3 separate regions of the Sus scrofa genome follow, and regions 2 and 3 are each linked to region 1. Evidence: chromatin contacts called from public HiChIP or PLAC-seq data. All regions are on one chromosome and are shown on one strand. Each heading gives the region's core, a stretch centred on a gene start, on an enhancer-like site or on the middle of the called end of the contact. The rest is flanking DNA. Distances are from core to core; before and after follow the strand shown.

Region 1 (4,442 bases), core at 627-3,126:
AACCAAATTTCACTAATGTAAAAAAAAAAAAAGCCAAATATAAAAGAGTAGATATGGTGTGATTTTTATTCATATGAAAGTTCAAACACACACTCATCTGTGATACTTGGGCCAGGATAGTGGTTATCCTGGGAGTGGCGGTCGGAGCACTAGAAGGGGACAAAGGAGGATTTGAGTAACCAGTGATACTGTTTCTTCATGTGCATATGGGAAAATGGAAGTTTCCAGTTTATAGAAATTTCAGCAAGTTTGGGATGTCTGTGCTGATATTTATGTATAGGGATATATTCATTGATTTATTTGTTATGCATTTAACTATTTGGCTCAAGAGTGAATTGCAACAGGAGTTCCCACTGTAACTCAGTGGGTTGAGAACCTGACTAGTATCCATGTGGATATGGGTTCAATCCCTGGCCTCACTCAGTGGGTTAAGGATCCAGCATTGCCACAAGCTGTGGTATAGGTTGCAGATGTGCCTCGGATCTGGCATTGCTGTGGCTGTGACATGGGCCTGCAGCTGCAGCTCCAGTTTGACCCCTGGCCTGGGAACTTCCATATGCTGCATGTGTGGCTCTAAAAAGTAAAATTAATGAATGAATAAATTAAATTTTTAAAAAAGTAAATTGCAACAAATGTCTTGCTATTTTTTTTTTTTTAATCTTTTGTCTTTTTAGGGCCGCACCCATGGCACATGGAAGTTCCCAGGCTAGGGGTCAAATCAGAGCTGTAGCTACCAGCCTACACCGCAGCCACAGCAACACAGGATCTAAACTGCATCTGCGACCTACACTGTAGCTCACAGCAGCACCATATCCTTAACCCACTGAGCAAGGCCAGGGATAGAACCCACATCTTCCTGGCTACTCATTGGCTTTGTTACCATTGAGCCACGATGGGAACTCTGCTAATTTTTTTACATTTGACTGTTTTCCTATTCTGAGGGACAGGTCTTTCATGAACCAGAATGTCAAGTGGAAGGTTTTGAGGAGTTACTTGCCATCCTCATACTCTCTTACAGTAGCAAAAGGTTTTTGGAAGCTCTGTCATTCCTACCATGAAATTCAGGCTAGAAATGTAATATTAGAAAATTAAATATAGCGAAACATACTTTGTGGTGGGCTTTGCCACTAAAAGTCTCTTTGCCTCTGCCCAAATAGCAATTAGCCGTTCTTTAGAACTTGTTCTTTAAGGGCGTTAACCACATTCTTACCCACATATATGTCACAGATGACTTCTGTTCCCATTACAGTTAGGAAATGGAAAGACCACAGTTGCTTGATCAGGGTTCCTGGAATTCACTTGTCAGTATTAGGGTGTGATGGAGGTGAGAGTCAGTATTATGTGACCGGTGCTCATAAGATATGGTTCTGCTCTTAGAGCTGCTAAAACATTGCTATACAGAATGCCTACCTCATGGCTTCATTGGTTATATGATTTGCACCTTAAATCAGCACAAAGGTAATGCTGGACAGTTAAAGGTAGTGAGTCAGCTGGAAAAGTAGATGCATTTACCCCCCCAACCCCTGCAAAAAAAAATGATGAATTTATCTTAGTTTGCCTAAAAAGTGACTTAAGTTGTGTGCAAAGACCTGCTGCTCTTCTTAGAATCCCATTCATTTCCTTGCCATCTATGGATACAGTAGAACTAGTCTCTTAGTGGGCTACTTGCCCATTTAACTGGGGCAAGTAATGATTTGGTCCAGTCAGTTTATAAAAAGAATGTCAATTTTGGAAGTTCTCACTGAGGTTAGAGAGACCCAGGAATGTCTCTCTGAGGATGTGGATTTGATTCCTGGCCTTGCTCAGTGAGTTAAGGATCTGGCATTGCTGCAAGCTGTGGCATAAGTTGCAAATGCAGCTCAGATCCAGTGTTGCCATAGCTGTGGCATAGGCCAGCAGCTGCAGCTCCAGTCTGACCGCAAGCCAGGAACTTCCATGTACCCCAGCGGTGGCTGTAAAAAAAATTTTTTTAAGTCTCCATTAAGTATGGTATTTGTACCAAAAGGTCGCATCTTTTGAGAAAATCACGTTGGAGGTAAAGAAATTTGGATCTTTGGCAATTCTCTTGTACTTTTAATTTTTTCCACTCACTTTCCCACACTCTGGTTTTCCCTTCCTAGGCAGGCTGACTCTTCATGTGCTTTTTGTACATGTTTTCTTCCAGCTCATCCAGACCAACAAGCTGAAGCACTACCCCAGCATCCACGGAGACTTCAGCAACGACTTCAGACAGCCATGTGTGGTGTTCACAGGACACCCGTCCCTCCGGTTTGGGGATGTGGTCCATTTCATGGAACTCTGGGGAAAATCCAGTCTCAACACCGTCATATTTACAGGTAAATAAACCAACAAACAAGACCCCGCCCTTTCCACTGGGACTGGCCCTGAACACCTGGTAGGATGTACCTATCAGGTAGAAACCCTGGGAGGATTTTGATGGTAAAATGTAAATATGAACACCTCTGTCATAAATACCAAAGGATAAGAAGACCAGAAGGGAAAGGGTAAGAGCCAAGCAAGACGCTCTGTTATTAGATCACTGCACGCTGGACGGAACGTTCACATCTGTTTTTATAGAGAGATTTCTGGTCTAGAACTGCTTTTGATAGGATTTTGTAAGCTGTCTGAGACCTACAGCGATTTAGTAACCAGCCTTGTTTTATCCTTTTGGAACTACTTCCTTTGGTTACAGTTTACTCTGGCTTACAGTTTTTCTTACGGAGATGAATCCCTCAGAATAACACTCATCCTTTAATGAGGGCAAGTTAGGGATTTTACTTAATCACTCTCTTGGTTTGTCAGTTCAAGGTCTTCAGCCTTGGGATTTGAAATTCTCATGAGCAATGAAGTAAAAAACCTTGATCTAGGAGTTCTTTTGTGGCACAGCAAGTGAGGGACCAGGCTCGAGGTGCTGCTGTGGTGTGGGTTTGATCCTGGCCCTGGAACATCCGCGTGTTGCGAGTGCGGCCCAAAAATAAACAAACAGACAAACAAAAAAACACCTTGATGTAAAATCTGTTCCAAGTTACTGTACCCTAAGCCTGGTTACTCATGTCTCTGAGCCCTAGTTTCCTCACTGCTGCAAACTGGAATTGTCGGCACATCTCTCTTTGGGCAGCTTTGTGCATCTAGTGGAACATTGCAGGGAAGCACTGTTTACAGTGCCTGGCACAAAAGGCTGTTGAGAGAGTACCAGTTGCCTTTTTAGAGTTTTTAATTACTCTTGAGATGTGAGTGATGGAGGAGAGTCTGGTTATGCCCAAAGCTTCCTGGCCACCAGAAACACACCCTAACTGACTCATTATGGTGAGGTGGCTTTGGAGAAGTGGGAGACATCCCCAGGGCAGGTTCAAAAGAGCTTCTTATGGGTTTGAGCCTCGTGTTAGGTGATTTTTGAAACAGTTCATTGTCTGAGTTGCGGGCCATCAGGATGCAGTTCTCTACTTGGATATCTTTTTTTGTTTGTTTTGTTTTGTTTTGTTTTTGTCTTGTCTAGGGCTGCACCTGCGGCATATGGAGGTTCCCAGGCTAGGGTCCAATCAGAGCTACGCCAGAGCTCACGGCCACACCGAATCCTTAACCCACTGAGCGAGGTCAAGAATCGAACCCGCAACCTCATGGTTCCTAGTGGGATTCTTTAACCACTGTGCCATGACGGGAGCTCCTCTGCTTGGATATCTTAATGATTCTTATCCAAGAGGCAAGAAGAACGGAGCCAGGATAGGGTAGTGTTTGCTTGTTTTGCGGTTTAGACAGTGTTGTGGTTTTGCATTCAGGCATGATCGTGGAGGGCTCTTATTTTTAATCCGTCATTGTCACTGAGTGGCTATATCTGAGGTCAGCACTGTGTGAGGTTATTTATGTCTAGTAGGGGGACACCATGGCCTGGCCATGAGTGTGGGAACGTTCAGAAGAGCAGCTCCTGGGGAGTCCCCTTTGTGGCGCAGTAGAAACAAATCCGACTAATATCCACGAGGATGCGGGTTCAATCCCTGGCCTCACTCAGTGGGTCAGAGATCCAGTGTGGCTGTTGCTGTGGTGTAGGCCAGCAGCTGGAGCTCCAATTCGACCCCTAGCCTAGGAACTTCCGTATGCCACAAGTGCGGCCCTAAAAAGCAAAAAAAAAAAAAAAAAAAAAAAAAAAAAGAAGAGCAGCTGCTGTGTGCTGCTGTTCACCCTCCCAGGCCCCCTTTTAGCCAAAGGCAGAGGAAGTCAGACCACAAGTCATTGATTTATGATACCCAGGACCTCACCATTGCCAAGTTCAGCCAAGCAGGAAGTTACCTGGAGAAAGTTGTCTATAGTAGGACCAAGGGGGTCTCTCTCCTGTTCTTTTTGAGGAGCTGCAGGCTCTGATGTGACAGTGGGTACAATATTACAGAGGCACAGTAAGAAGTATGACTATAGCATAAACGTCCCTTCAGCCAGCTAAGAAGCAAGGG
Region 2 (4,442 bases), core at 563-3,062, 430 kb after region 1:
GATGGCACTTATCCCATGGGATTATTGTGAGGGACGCAGTGAGACACAGTCTGTGTGTGACTTGCTCAACCAATGGCTGGCACATTCATCTTTGAGAAATGAAAGCTCTTGGAACATTCATCAAGGACCAGCAGTCTTTCAAAGGCTGTGCATTGCACAGAAGCCTGTGTTTCTCTTGCCCTTTGATTCTGTCACAACTGACAAAGCAGGTAGATGCAATTCAGAGGCTTGGGAACAGCTCACTGCCTTTCCCCTCAAAAAAGAGTGTATTTTTTTTTTTTTTGGTCTTTTTAGGATCACACCTGTGGCATATGGAGGTTCCCAGGCTAGGGGTTGAACCAGAGCTGTAGCCACCAGCTTATGCCACAGCCACAGCAATGCAGGATCCAACCTATACCACAGCTCACGGCAACGCCGGATCCTTAGCCCGCTGAGCAAGGCCAGGGATCAAACCTGTGTCCTCATGGGTACTAGTCAGATTCGTTTCAGCTGAGCCACGACGGGAACTCTCAAAAGAGTCTAGTCTTCTGCTGGCCCTGAACTATGTTCACCCTCCCTGCCTGCCTGACTTGGGGCGGGAGTCCATGTGGTGTCAGCCTCCTGGGTCATCCTGGGGCCAGCCATGGCTGTGACCTACTGTGTGCCAGCATCAGCACTTGAGGGGGCCCTGTGGTCCCTGTGATTGACCCACATTTGTTTTGTCACTCTGGCTGAGAATATCCTCAGCAGTGAGCGTGCTCTCATCCTCCGTCCTTTTCAGGAAAATCATCCGAGAGTGGACGCCCCAGTATCCTGAGCTGGGGCCAGGTTGCCCTTTCATTTGGCCTGTGTCTGTGTCTCTCCGTCACCCTTGAACTCACCCTAAGCCCCAGGAACCTTCAGTTACTGGGGCATGAAGGTTCCCTAACTGGCTTCTGGAGAGAAAGCTCCTGACTTGGTGGCCTGTGCCCTGAGCGAGTGGCCTCCCCAGCTGTGCTCATTTTCCATCATTTTGCCATGTATTTAAACTGCCTTCCTTACGGTATCTAAGAGGCTCTTCATTTAGGCTTTCTGTTTTCTGGGGGAAATGTGTCTGTCTCTTCCCACCCTCTAGTCACTCAGCAGATTTTTTTCCCCCCTTAGATTCATAACACATTTTATTTCAACTTATGTTAGACACTGAAAATTTTAACATGCGCATTCATCTATGAGCTTAATCCTAAAACCCATCTTTTTAAAAATGGGGCTTCAGTGTCAGATTGCTGGATGGATGTTTTTTGCATTTTTCCCAAAAGAAGCAAATTCTGATTCATTCATTTAATTATACAGCACAGATATATGAATGTCGCTCTGGAGCATGTTAAGTGCTTTAATAAACAAGTGCTGGGTGTGGGATGCAGGTGGAGCTCAGTGAGGCCTCACGTTCTTGAAAGGCAGTGTCTGAAGCCGAGGCGCCTTCATTATTTAGTTCATGGCAAGAGCCTGGCACATGTGTTGAATACCAGCAGATTTTTGAAAGCACTAGAGGTCTGGTTCTGTTGTGTCCTTTCCCCCGGGTTTCTGGTGACTCGGTGCTGACCTGTTTTCGGTGTGGGTCTATAGGGTGAATTCGGATCCAGATCCAGGACAGCTGGATCCCGGGATGGACGCGTCAGATTTGGGAGTTTGCTCGCAGAGCCTGGTCGTGCTCCACCTGCGGGAGGTCTGGCAGCAGGCCTTGAATTCCCCTGGTCAGGGCACCAAGACGGATTTTGGCTGGGAGAGGAGTGCAGGGCTGGGACCTATGTGCTGAAAGCGAGGTGCGTGGCCAGGCCGTGTAGAGTCCAGCTTTGGGCTGCAGAGCCGAGCTGACTGGCTGGGCATTGAGCTCAAGCAGGGAGCCCTGGGGCTGGTTCTCTGTGGCCAGCTGGCCTCTACATGGAATATGTTGGGTTTCTCAGTTCCCATCTTGCCGAAATGATGATTTCATTTCATCAGTGGCTCACCCCTGGTCCACTTCTTGATTTCCCATCAGAGTCAGCAATTGTTTTACTGGTTCTGGTTGAATATTCTCTTGCAACCTCAGTTCCCTGATGCCAGTGGATGGTGACCATTAAGCATTCCGAGTGGCCTGCTGTGTCATTTCAGGGTCCAGCGCCAGTCTGGGAACGGACAGGGGTGGGACCACATTTGTTGAGATCCTTCCAGATGCTGGGCACTGAGCCTATTTTTCACAGGTGAGGTGAGAAATGGAGGCTCTGAGGTGGTGGCTCATTGCCGAAGCTCACACAGGTCAAGGTGATGGGTTGCGGGGAGCCCTTTTCTGGGAGAGGCGTTCTGGGCAGTGTGCCCGGGCTTAGCTTCTCTTGCACGTGCTGGTTCCATTTTGAGGAGCTGGTTTTAGTTGCGCAGGTGATCCAGCCCTTTTTTACGCTCAGCCACAGCACTCCTGGGGAATGGGAAGCGTTCCCGTTGGCTCCAGTCCCGGGAGAGCAGAGCAGTCTCCCGGGAGACGTGGTGGCGGGACAGCGTGAGGAGCTGCCCCCATCCTGAAACAGGAAGGCTGACTCAACTGGGGAGTCAGAGTGAAGGGAAAAGTTGTATTCGAAGTTGATCCATGGAAGCCTGGTACTGCCCTTCTGGCCAGACTCCTGCCATCTTGGCTAGTCAGCCATCCTGGTCTTGGAACCAATTCTGGTATCCAGTTCTTATTTCAGTTCCTAAATGTTATTAGCCACTAGAATCACTAGTCATCCCAACAGCACATTTTTTTTTTTTTCCTTCTTTTTATTGCCGCATCTGAGGCATATGGAAGTTCCCAGGCTAGGGGTTGAATCTGAGCTGCAGCTGCCAGCCTAGGCCACAGCCATAGCCACAGCAATGCGGGATCCTTAACCCACTGAGCAAGGCCAGGGATCTAACCCATATCCTTAGGGACACTATGCCGGGTTCTTAACCTGCTGAGGCACAATGGGAACTCCCAGCACGTGATTCTTTTTTTTTTTTTTTTTTTTTTTTTTTTTTGTCTTTTCTGTGGCCGCACCCAGGGCATATGGAGGTTCCCAGGCTTGGGGTCGAAATCCAAGCTGTAGCTGCCAGCCTACGCCAGAGCCACAGCAATGCGGGATCTGAGCCGCGTCTGCAATCTACACCACAGCTCACGGCACCAGCATGTGATTCTTATTTTGTGATTTCTAATTTCCAAGATTCCAGCTTATTTCCCACTGGCTTACGTTTGGCAGTGTTGTAGCTCCCACTTGAGACTTGGATGCCTGAGGGTTATCAGGGCACCTCGGTCCCTTCCCTTCCCTGTTTCTCTTTCTGGATGGATGTCTCTCATTGGCCCTTCTTGTCTGCACGTGCCTGGTCTCCCGTCTATCATTTTGGCTCGCCCACTCCTGGCCGGGCCCCCGGACCAGGTGGCTGCTTTCTTGGGCACCTGTAGACCTGTGTGCTCTGATAATGCACCCTGGGAGAGGGCTGCTGCCTTTATTACTACTTTATTACTACTATTCCAGCCAGGAAAGTCAGCAGGTGGCTCTCACCTTCCCTGCAAACCCCTCTGTCTATTTACTTAGCATCATCAGGGAATGTGATTATTCATTCAGATGACTGCTGAGTTCCAAATAGTTTTTTTCCTTTAACCAGTTCAATGAAAACATAGGGAGCTTGCATTTCTCTGCCTTCAAAGGGGAGAGAGAACATAAGGGGCCCTTTTCTTGTCTTTCAGGATGGGCACCTCAGGCATCATGATCATGAAGCTTCCCTTTCTGGCGAACCATTCAGGGCCTTCTGCTAATGGTTTCTGGATTGTTAAGCCTTTTATTTATTTTGTTTTATTTTATTTTGGCCATGCCCATGGCATGCACAAGTTCCTGGGCCAGAGATTGAACTTGGACCACAACAGTGATCCATGCCACAGCAGTGACAGGGCTGGGTTCTTAACCCACCGAGCCACCAGGGAGCTTCTGTTAGGCATTTAAAATTTTCCCCTCTGTGTTTTATGTTTTGTGTTTTTTCTTTTTAAAAAGTTTTTGTATGTGTTGTATTTTTGAGGGTGGTTCTGCTGCTGCCAGCTCTTGCTTTTCGAAACTGTAAGTGCCTCTAATAGATCCCTTCTTCCTAATGAAACTCACACTGTTTTCCTCACAGCCTTGTGAGGGTCAGACAAGGCAACGTGAAGGCATCAGGGCTGGGACTCTGGAGCCCCTGTCCTGCTGCTGGGTCTCCACTTGGGGAAGAGAGAACTAGACCAGGGAGGGGCCAGGAAAGCTGCAGACATCACAGCTTGCCAGCTGGAAGCATGTCAGTGGGCTCTTAGGGGAACCTCAGTTTTCTGAGCTGCAAAATTGGGATTATGTCATCCCTCTATATTTTCTGGAGTTGCCGGGAGGTCAGGGAAGAAAAAAAGAAGGAAGCTCCTAGACATGGGTCTCAGGGTGAATGTAACCCCAGTGCCACTGAGGCAGTTTGACTTGACATGC
Region 3 (4,442 bases), core at 776-3,275, 370 kb after region 1:
AACCTTAGCCACAGCAGGAACAACACTGGATCCTTAACCCATTGAGCCACCAGGGAACTCCCAGAGGTATATGTTGCAATGGGCTAGTCTGGAGTTAAGTCTCCAGCCCCTTCTGGAATAAACCAGGGTCACCTGCAACAAGGACATAATCAAGAGAAAGAAGAGCCCATCCAGTATGAGTGGCTTATCTTGTCCTAAGCTGTCTTGAGTTATCTATTCCTGTAAAACAAACCAACCCCCAACTTATTAGCTTACAGCAGTCTGTAATTCTCCTCAAAAATCTGCAGTTAGGGAGGGCTCTGGGGGAGAGCTTATCTCTGATCCACACAGCATCTTCCCCCAACAAAGGGCTGGAAGATCTTCCAAGTTGGGGCATGGCTGGAGAGTTGGTCCTGGGTATCCACTGAGCGCCTCCCCAGGGCTAAAGGCTGGGGGTGTCTGTTCCTCTTCACATGTGCTGGAACATTCTCACTGCCTGGGGGCTGAGTTCTAAGGACAAGTGTTCCCAGAGAGAGCCAGGTGGAAACAGAATCACATTTTTGTCCTAGTCTTGGAAGTCTCATATGTCACTCCCCCATTGCCTGGTGATCACAAAGCTTGTCCAACTTCAAGCAGAGGGGCTGTAGGCTGAGGAGAGTCACAAGGTTCTGAAGAACATGTGGGATGGGGAATATTTCTACATCCATTCTGGAATAGAGTCTCTGCCTTAGGATGGTTCCTGTGTGACCCTTGCCCGTCTTTGGTGATAGTGTAGTCTTGTGAACTAGGTATATCCCCTGTATTAATCTGCTCAGGCTGCCATAACAAAATACCATAGATGGGCTGACTTAAACAGCAGAAATTTATTTTCTCACAGCTCTGTAGGCTGGAAGTCTGAGATCCTGATGTCAGCAGGGCTGGTGTCCTGTGAGAGGTCTCCTTTGGTTGCCTTTTCACTGGGTGCTCATGTGATCTCTCCTTGGTGCCTACGCAGAGGGAGAATAAGAAGGGGAGAAAGATTTCTCTCTGGTATCCCTTCTTATAAGGACACTAATCCTATCAGATCAGGGCCCCACCCTTATCAAGCCATTTAACCTTAATTTCTTCCTTAAAGGCCCCATCTCCAAATACAGACACTCTGGGGGCTAAGACTTTAACACATGAAGAGTTCCCTGGTGGCCTAGTGGTTAAGGACTTTACACTGTAACCACTGTGGCTCAGGTCAATGCTGTGGCTCGGGTTTAATCCCTGGCCTGGGGAACTTCCACATGGCTACAGGCATGGCCAAAGATTTAAATTTTAGAAAAACTACATTTTAACATATAAGTAAAAAAACAAAATACATTTTTTAAAAAAGAGTTTAGCATATGAATTGGGGGGGGGACAGAAACGTTCAGTCCCTAACATCCCCCAAATTGATGTGAATTAGATGACACTTGATAAATTTATATTGATATAAATATAATTCAAGAAAACTTCACTGAACACCTACTATATGCCAATCTCTCTTCTGGACTCTGGGAATATAGGTAGGAGAAGAAACTGTTCCTGCCTTTAATGAGTTTAAAGGTGGGAGTGAGGAGTTGCCGTTGTGGCTCAGCTGGTTAAGAACCCGACTAGAATCCATGAGGACATGGGTTTGATTCCTGGCCTCGCTCAGTGGGTTAAGAATCTGGCATTGCCTGAGCTGTGGTGTAGGTCACAGAAACAGCACAGATCTGGCGTTGCTGTGGCTATGCCTGTGGCATAGGCTGGCGGCTGCCTCTCCTATTCGACCCCTAGCCTGGGCACTTGCATATGTCTCACATGAGGCCCTAAAAAGCAAAAAAAAAAAAAAAAAAAAAAAAGGAAAAACTGGGAGGGAGCCAGAGTGGCCATTACAATACAGTGATGGCTTCAGGGACAGCTTGCTGTGACAGCTCCTGGAAGGGACAAACACACCCTTCCACATGTGCTGTGGAAGTGCCATCCAAGCAGAAACTGAGGAGGAAGGGTATTGAGTGGTAAACAGGGTGTGGGACTGACAAGGGGAAGCACTCAGGATTGAGGAAGAAGATCCGCAGAGGCCTGAGGTGAAACTAGGGTGACCACAGGATCCTGGTTTGCCCAGGGCTGTCCTGGTTTTAGTACTAAAAGTCCCATGTCCAGGAAATGCCTTGGTCACTGGTCTTTATCTGGAACCATAAATAGCCCAGCAGAGCTGGCCCTCAGAGGAGCTTGCGGCAGGGATGGTGGGAGAAGAGCTGGAAAAGTAGGCAGGAGCCCAAACAGGAACCAAGCCACACTCAGGAGTGAAAACTTTCTCTTGGAGGCAGTTGAGCAATCAGTAAGAGATCTTAAGTAGGGAGCGACTTGCTGACACTTGCATTTAGAAAGAGCTCTATCTGCTGGATAATGAAGTGGGACAGTACCAAAGGCCAGTCAGGAAGCCACTGTGGTTTTCCAGGGAACAGATGATGGAGACTTAAAGTAAAATAATGGAGGAGATAAGAGAACCAGAGCATCCAGAATATCTTAAGGAAAAGTAACACACAAAAATACAGATGTGGGAGGTGAGAGCAAAGGAGAAATCAAAGATGACTCCCAGACTTCTGGCTTGGGCCACTGGAAAAAAGTCTCGGGAAGTAATTAAGGTGGTTTGGAAATACCATTCCCAGGGCATCCTCCACAAGAGTACTAACAAAGAAACCCTTCTTCTGCTTCCCACATAACTCTTGTTGACCTAAAATGTCAGTTACTAGGGAGTTCCCTGGTGGTCTAGTGCTTAGGATTTGGCCGCTGGGGTCTGGGTTCGATCACTGGTCGTGAAACTGAGATCCTAGGGCATGCTTCAACCAAAAAAAAAATTAAAGAAATAAAATCAATTATTGTGGGGTGTTCCTGTTATAGCTTAGCAGGTTTAGGACTCAGTGGTGTCTCTGTGAGAATGTGGGTTCGATCCCTGGCTTCACTCAATGGGTTAAGGACCTGGATTTTTTGCAAGCTGCAGCATAGGTCACAGATGTTGCTTGAATCCAGTGGTGCCCTGGCTGTGTCATGGGCCTCAGGTGCAACTCCAACTTGACCCCTGCCCTGGAACTTCCATGTGCTGCAGGTGTGGCTGTAAAAAGAAAAAAGAGGACGTTCTCGTCGTGGCACAGAGGAAACGAATCTGACTAGGAACCATGAGGTTTTGGGTTCAATCCCTAGCCTCGCTCAGTGGGTTAAGGATCTGGTGTTGCCATAAGCTGTGGTGTAGATCACAGACGTGGCTCAGATTTGGCGTTGCTGTGGCTCTGGCATAGGCTGGCGGCTATAGCTCCAATTAGACCCCTAGCCTGGAAACTTCCATGTGCCGAGGGTGTGGCCCTGAAAAAAAAAAAAAATCAGCTATCGTAGGGTTCCTGCTGTGGCACAGTGGGTTAAGAATCCAGCTGTAGGAGTTCCTGTCATAGCTCAGAGGAAACAAATCTGACTAGCATCCATAAGGATGCAGGTTCGATCCCTGGCCTCACTCAGTGGGTTAAGGATCTGGTGTTGCTGTGAGCCATGGTGTAGGCCAGTGGCTGCAGCTCCGATTTGATCCCTAGCCTGAGAACCTCAATATGCCTTGGGTGCAGTCTTAAAAAGACAAAAAAAAGACAAAAAGAGTCCAACTGTAGTGGCTTGGTCACTGCAGAGGTACAGGTTTGACCCCTAGGCCAGCACAGTGGATTAAGGTATCCAGCATTGCCACAGCTGCAGCATAGGTCACAGCTGCAGCTCAGATTCAATCTCTGGCCCAGAAACTTCCGTATGCTGCATGTGTGGCCATAAACAAACAAACAAACAAAAACACAACAACAACAACAGTTATTGCGCAACCACCCCAGAAATCTCAGGCCCACCCAGCCGTGAGACTTATAGGAACATCAGGATAAGGAGGAGGTTTGGGGTGGGAGGGGGACAGAAGGGGCATCACGCTAGATGCTTCTTATTGGTTTATATACTCCATCTTGTTTCATCTTCATGAGAATCTTATGAGGTAGGTAGGTTGGGACTGTTATTCCCATTTCATGGCTGCAGAATGGAGATAAAGTAACATGCCCCAGGGGCCACAGCCACAGAGCAGCAGAGCTGAGCTTTAAACCCAGCTGTGGAGTTCCCCTTGTGGCTCAGTGGTAACAAACCCAACTAGTATCTGTGAGGATGCAGGCTCAATCCCTGGCCTTGCTCAGTGGGTTAAGGATCCGGCGTTGCTCTGAGCTGCAGCGTAGGTCACAGATGAGGCTTGGATCCTGCTTTGCTGTGGCTATGGCTTAGGCCAGCAGTTGCAGCTCCAATTCCACCCCTAGCCTAGGGACCTCCATACGCTGCTGGTGCAGCCCTAAAATGAGAAAAAAAAATTAAAATTAAATAAATAAACCCAGTTGTGTCTGACTTGGAAGAACTGCTCTTTCCACCATGCTGCTTCCCTAATCAGCACTAGTTTCTCCCCGATTGGA

Evidence for each region. HiChIP or PLAC-seq counts read pairs in DNA pulled down with a chosen protein or histone mark.
Region 2: an H3K27ac HiChIP or PLAC-seq map of alveolar macrophages shows a contact between it and region 1. The contact joins two enhancer-like sites. A contact is called at or near these places in 2 of 47 Hi-C or Micro-C datasets (alveolar macrophages and fibroblasts) and 1 of 2 datasets of contacts at active chromatin or transcription factors (alveolar macrophages).
Region 3: a contact with region 1 is called in an H3K27ac HiChIP or PLAC-seq map of alveolar macrophages. The contact joins two enhancer-like sites. A contact is called at or near these places in 1 of 47 Hi-C or Micro-C datasets (heart right ventricle) and 1 of 2 datasets of contacts at active chromatin or transcription factors (alveolar macrophages).

What each region holds. Positions count from the first base shown.
Region 1 is chr14:12,592,110-12,596,551 of Sscrofa11.1, reverse strand. It overlaps INTS9 (integrator complex subunit 9), which reads left to right. Exons shown (of 17, transcript XM_001928998.7): 12 at 2,165-2,336. Among named protein-coding and RNA genes, the nearest start is that of INTS9, 98 kb to the left of the region's middle. Within about 2 kb of position 1,876, at least 1 of the 83 cell types and tissues checked has an H3K27ac peak or open chromatin away from gene starts, as enhancers often do. A contact at or near this core is called in alveolar macrophages, where this site is marked.
Region 2 is chr14:12,164,756-12,169,197 of Sscrofa11.1, reverse strand. All of the region lies in intron 1 of ZNF395 (zinc finger protein 395), which reads left to right. Among named protein-coding and RNA genes, the nearest start is that of ZNF395, 17 kb to the left of the region's middle. Within about 2 kb of position 1,812, at least 17 of the 83 cell types and tissues checked have an H3K27ac peak or open chromatin away from gene starts, as enhancers often do. A contact at or near this core is called in alveolar macrophages, where this site is marked.
Region 3 is chr14:12,217,859-12,222,300 of Sscrofa11.1, reverse strand. It overlaps FBXO16 (F-box only protein 16), which reads left to right. Exons shown (of 9, transcript XM_013982683.2): 9 at 1-3,322. Among named protein-coding and RNA genes, the nearest start is that of ZNF395, 36 kb to the right of the region's middle. Within about 2 kb of position 2,025, at least 5 of the 83 cell types and tissues checked have an H3K27ac peak or open chromatin away from gene starts, as enhancers often do. A contact at or near this core is called in alveolar macrophages, where this site is marked.